Regions from separate parts of the Pan troglodytes genome. Here region 2 is linked to region 1. Evidence: chromatin contacts called from public Hi-C data. All regions are on one chromosome and are shown on one strand. The core of a region is the stretch at or near the end of the contact, and the rest is flanking DNA. Distances in the headings are between cores, read along the strand shown.

Region 1 (2,965 bases), core at 210-2,709:
AGCTTGCAGACGCCTATCATGGGACTTCTCAGCCTCCATAATCAACTGAGCTAATTCATATATCTTATCAGTTCTGCCTCTCTGGAGAACCATGACTAAAACACCTATTGATTACTTATAATATGCCAGAAATGTTCTAAGTAATTTATACATATTGTCATTTAATTATCATAGTTCCAAATAGATGGGCACTATTATTAAACCCATTCTACAGATGTAGTCCTAAGGCACTTGCCCAATGTAGATGTACGATGCTTTAGGAGTTCAGAAACAGGAGAAGGAGAAATTCAGGACCAGGAGGAACAATAAGGACTGTATTAGCCTAGAGAAGTTGTCATGGAAGGTATAAGACTTGAGCTAGCTCTTGCAAAGGTATATGCTAATGACTACCAGAATTGTCACACCAAATGTCACAATCTAATATTATCAAAGATCTAGTACTTCAGCAGAGTAATTTAAATCAATTCCTCAGATCTCTCAACATTTATTAAATACCTATTATGTTTTAGCCTCCGCAATCAAAGAGATAAACAAAAAATGGCTATCTATTGAAAATGTATATATGATACTCAGCATATTACTAGATGTCACTGGGGTACAGCCCCCACTTTTGAAAAGCTTGTAATCTAGTTGGTCGTGTGTGTGTGTGTGCATGTGTGTGTATATGTACACGTGTGCAAACTATTTAAAAAGCAACTGAGACTAGGTTATAATCATGAGCTACACTGAGCAATGCTCTATGATTCAGGAAAGCAGATTTCTGTGAATTACCCAGATAGCTTCACGGAGGAGATGGCTTGGAGCTGAATATTGAAAAAGCAGCCACATTTATATAAGTAAAGGAAGCAGGAAGAATTTACCAGCTGGTGATAACAAGATGAGAAGGACTTAGGTAGGGATAAGCATAGTTGGTGTGACTAAGAGTGAATAATATTAAAAGATAGCTGAAAATAAAGTCACACATGTAAAGGGGGCAAGAGGGACACAAATTGGACATTAAAATTAACTCAAATCCCAGATTGTTGTTGAGAATATAGGCTTGATAATTTTCATCCTCAAATGCTAACTAAATCTTTCTGTTTTACTTATGCAGGAGAAAGGGCAGAAATATAAGACAGAGTGCAGAGAATACTAAAAATAATAGAAAAAAATAAGGTTGCAAAGACCATCTGATATGTAATTTCCTTGGAATTCAGAAATATCAATAAAATTTAAAACAGAGAATGTTACCTGATCCAAGATTTTATTTTTAAGCCCAAATCTTCTGTAAGCAATTAACAAACAGGCATCACTGATCCCACTAAACATCATCAAACCATATAGAAAATGCGAACTTTATATCAAAGAGCAGCATGAATACTGACATCCCCATGGGCTGGTGACGTGCCTGCACTGCTCAAATGACAGGGCACTGGGCCTTCCATGCGTCCAGGGGATATTCCCACTGTAATGTGTCAGCAGATTTGCAAATGTTCTCGGTGACAGCAGCACACAGTCCAGGAATATATCCTTACCCCTGTGCTCAGCTCAGATCGCCTCAGTGCAACGTCGCTCTGCCCTGCGGGGTCCCTCTAATGGCCCCAACTGCCAATGAAACACCTTCATCATCTCTGTATCTAAAATTGGACGAAGGTATCAAGTTTGGCTGCCTGATGAGACTAATTAAGTACTTTGCAGAGATGTGAAGAAGTAATCAGTCCTAGCCAGTGAGAAAAGAAAAAGAAAATATGAAGGAAACCCCCAGAGGTGACTCTGACACAGTTCCTGTCTCTATTGATGATTCATAAGATCACAGCTGAAAGAACCTCTACCATAAATCCAGGACCTGTGTTAACAGCAGGAAACGAAACATCATCTCCCAACTCTTCCCCCACTAATTCAGCACATCAACCCCGCATCCTAAAATCGTTACATTGCTGTATACTGACACCTAGTGTCCAGAGTTAGGTGAGCCCAAAGGCAACATTTTTTTCGGTCAAACTGTGGGACATGGCTCTCTCCCGCATCAGGTTTCCTGGTGTGATTCCTCACTCTGCTTCAGGGCATCCACGTGAAAGTGTCATTAAGAATTTACTTTAGTACAGTTAAACTCCCATTTTGTGGCCTACCCTCCTCAAGTACTTTGAAACTGCAAAGTGTTCCCCAGGACGACCCTTCTTTCTACTGAGCACACAGCAAACTCCCACCTTTCCTTCTTCCTCCTCTCCTTCAGTATCAGGATGTGGTCTTTCTTTATACAAAGTCTATATATTTTAATAGCATTATTTGCTATATCAAATATAATTGGAAAGAGAAAGCTGTACCAAAAATGCCTCAGAATTGTTCATAATAGCAACATGTAAGTGGCTTTCGAATTATTTCATTTTGGAGAGTCACCTCTTCCCTCCTTCTACTCCCACAACCACGCAGTGAGACAGAGAAAGAGATGTTAATGAATAATCAAAAGTCAACAGAATAACAGCACATAAAAAAATCAAAAATAATCCCAAGGAGTAAGTACTTAAGTGACTCTATTTTATTCTAAGCAATCTTTAGAGATAAGCCGGAGCCGTTTCTAGACAGGAAGTGTAAAAATTTTTGAAGATGTGAGCTTTCAGATAGCAATAATTTCTCTTAAGACCATTTTTAGATCTACATTACTGTCTTTGAGTCAGACTTTTTCCATACAGGCAAAATAGAAGATGTAAGCAATTAGATGAGATTGGTGAGTAGAAGATGCATGGATGTAGATAGCATTTGGTCTTGGAGTTAGATTTTCCAGTTTGCTGTGCAATACATGGGACATAGTCATACTAAAAAATTATTCATTGTCCTCTCGGCCTTAGCACCATTTTCTTGAAAACCTCTGTGCCATAAGAGCCAAGTGGAGGAAGAAGCGAATGCGCAGGTTGAAGCGCAAAAGAAGAAAGATGAGTCAGATGTCCAAGTAACCACTAGCTTCTTGTACCATGGAGGCCACAGGAGC
Region 2 (3,006 bases), core at 99-2,598, 730 kb before region 1:
TCCCCCAGTATATCACACCTTATATGATGTTGTCCATGTTAGAGGCATACATATTTTAGGATAGGTATTGGAGAGTAAATAGAACAGACTTCAAGGAGTTATTCTATTTCCTTCTGTTCCCATTTACTCAGAATGTGTCCACATGATGCCTCGCTCATAATGAGCTCAAACAAAAAATCTGCTGAACATTTCAATGTTTGACCAACTTTGTAATAAATTGACTGAATGTTTGGTGTTTATAGGCACAGACTACTTAAACGAACCAAACTATTTTGAGATGTTCACAAAGAAAGCTTTCAAGAGACCACTGACATTCTCTGACTAAAAGCAAATTACCTGCAGTTGTCACGCTGGAAAAATAATTCTGTTTAATAAAAAATTAAAAATAAAAGTATCGTGTATGCTTGTGTGTATTTCTTACTCCCATCATATAAAATACATGCAATTATTCTATTTTATCATATATATTTCTGTCGAGACTATATTACCTACAAAAGATAAAGACTTTCATTGAAGTGGGAATTTGAAATTGCCTAATGTTGTGATGCATTCAAAGGAATCTAATCAGATCTTAAATAGGTGTAAACACAATAATTATGTCTAATCATGGTCTTTTTTATTCTTCAAAAGACTAGTAATACACAGCCACTAAAAATGATAATGCAGTCCTACGTACTGACTTAAATGTACATCCGCACATGTTGTCAAGCGACAAGAATATATATGAAAACATTTTATTTGTGTAAATTTGCATGAGCATATGCAGATGAACTGATTTACTACAAAATGTTAATGGTACTTATCTCTAAATGGCAGTACCTTTCTTCTTATAATTATCTGCATTAGATATCTTAAAATATTTTTTTGCAACAAATGTGTATAATTTGAAAATTGGGGAAAGTATTTTCAGTTTAAAAATAAGGGAGCAAAACCTAATCATTCACTCAGGCATAGTAAGATAAAGTTACCACATATGTAAAAGGTGGTCTGAAAGGATAATGCATAGTGCCATGCCCAAAACTATCTTCTTAACCTGTACAATATTAAGCTACTAAAGAGTTCAGTGAAGAAAAAAATAAATGCATTGCAGTCAAAAGACATAAATGAGGAACAAAACAATGGAGGAAACTAATAAATTAATACATCTGCGGTGCTGGCAGGATTTTTGTGCAGTGACATTTGTGAACGTCCTGTGTAAATGCCAAGCCTGTAAGGTGGGGCTGTCATGCATCACTTTTATAAGTGAAGACCATCTCCTGATTATCAGCTCTTTGCCTCCAGCACAGCCTGTACTTCTCGTGCAAATGCAAACACAGACACAGCCCAAGGCTGCTGGGTCCTAAACTCTTACGGACCAATAAATTCTGCAGTCTTTAGCCAAAGCAGACCGACAGTACATTGGCGAAAGGGAAGGCACAGTTTAAAAGCATGTGCATGTGCCAGCATTTACAGGGATTTAAAAGAGACATTTGTAGAGAGCAAAATACCATTTTTTACCCAGTTTTGTTGGGCCTTAATTAAAGAGGCCTTTCCCCCGTTTTCTGCCATTTGGGCTGTGGGATTGCAGCCTCTCCTGGCTCAAAGAACTATTTCATTGGTCCGCAGGCTAATTAGGAAGGACTCACACTGCTCGCCAGCCTCCTGAAAGGCCAGAACAAAGGCTGCTGCTGGTAGATTGCAGTTCTGCCTCAATTGCAGAGGCTCACGAGTAAAAGAAAAAGAAAAGCTTTTGAATAGAAAAGCCTTTTGATGCCGTGAAAGAAATTAAGAACTAAAACAGAGGCCTAGGCGCTGCTGCACAGAGCCCTCCATACAGGCTGATTGTGCTTAGGAACAAGGTCAACAAAGCCCCATCTGATACTGAACACCTCACATTAAAGAGGCATCTATTTAGCTGCTGTGTCTTGGGCTCTCCTGCTACGAAGTACTTTCCCAATCAGGCCGTCTGGTGCCGTGATAAACACAGATAAATATGAGCAGCATCATGCTTTCATCTGAACAATTAATGCATGATTTCCTAGTTGATTGTTTGCAAATACACTATAAACAACTGTGTTTTCTTTTTTTTAACCAAACAAAAATAAAGCTGTGAAGAAAAAAACTTTACCACCATCACATTAGCATCTTATTGTCTTACCAAAATTTTACTGAATTTCTCTTCATATTTTAAAATAATTGTAGTTTATCCAAATAATGTGAAAAACACACACATCTTTTTCTTCACAGAAGAATGGAAATCTTAAGTGCCAATGCATTTTCTAACAGCCTAAATCAGTTAATGACAAGTAACTGAAGCTGAAATGCCCATTTGTTCTGAATCTTGCAGTCTTTGCTCCTTGCTACATAGGCTTTCAAAGGGAAGTCTCTTTTCTAATTTTATGACTTTGAAAATTAAGCATCTTTTTCAGAGCTTCACCTCCAAATAGTAACTATCCTTTATTGAGGCTTTATGCCAACTACCATACTTAGCACTCTACATGTATTATCTCCATTAACCCTCAAAAATCAATGACATAGCCGGGTGCCTGGTGTCTCACGCCTGTAATCCCAGCACTTTGGGAGGCCGAGGTGGGTGCATCGCTTGAGGCCAGGAGTTTGAGACCAGCCTGGCCAACATGGTGAAACCCATCTCTACCAACAAATAAAAAAAAAATTAGCCAGGCATAGTGGTGCATGCCTGTAATTCCAGTTACTTGGGAGGCTGAGGTAGGAGAGTCGCTTAAACCCGGGAGGTGGAGGTTGCAGTGAGCTGAGATTCCGCCACTGCACTCCAGCCTGGGTGACAGAGCAAGACTCCATCTCAAAAAACAAACAAACAAACAAACAAACAAACTAATGACATAAGCACTATTGTTATCTGCAGTTTACAAATGTGGAAACTGAGGCTCTGAGAGGCTAAACATAAGAAGAAGGACACAACTATTAAGGAGTAAGGCCAGAATTTGAAATCACGGCTTTCTGACTTTCAACACTGAGCTATTACGGTGGAATTTAAATTTCCATGTA

Evidence for each region. Hi-C and Micro-C count contacts between places; a contact is called where the count stands out from the background.
Region 2: a contact with region 1 is called in a Hi-C map of stem cell-derived neural progenitor cells, with 3 times the contacts expected there. The contact joins two enhancer-like sites. A contact is called at or near these places in 1 of 7 Hi-C or Micro-C datasets (stem cell-derived neural progenitor cells) and 1 of 1 datasets of contacts at active chromatin or transcription factors (stem cell-derived excitatory neurons).

The regions. Positions count from the first base shown.
Region 1 is chr13:51,634,240-51,637,204 of NHGRI_mPanTro3-v2.0_pri, reverse strand. No RefSeq gene overlaps it. Among named protein-coding and RNA genes, the nearest start is that of MMADHC, 10 kb to the right of the region's middle. Within about 2 kb of position 1,459, at least 5 of the 24 cell types and tissues checked have an H3K27ac peak or open chromatin away from gene starts, as enhancers often do. A contact at or near this core is called in stem cell-derived neural progenitor cells, where this site is marked.
Region 2 is chr13:52,360,898-52,363,903 of NHGRI_mPanTro3-v2.0_pri, reverse strand. No RefSeq gene overlaps it. Among named protein-coding and RNA genes, the nearest start is that of RND3, 160 kb to the left of the region's middle. Within about 2 kb of position 1,348, at least 10 of the 24 cell types and tissues checked have an H3K27ac peak or open chromatin away from gene starts, as enhancers often do. A contact at or near this core is called in stem cell-derived neural progenitor cells, where this site is marked.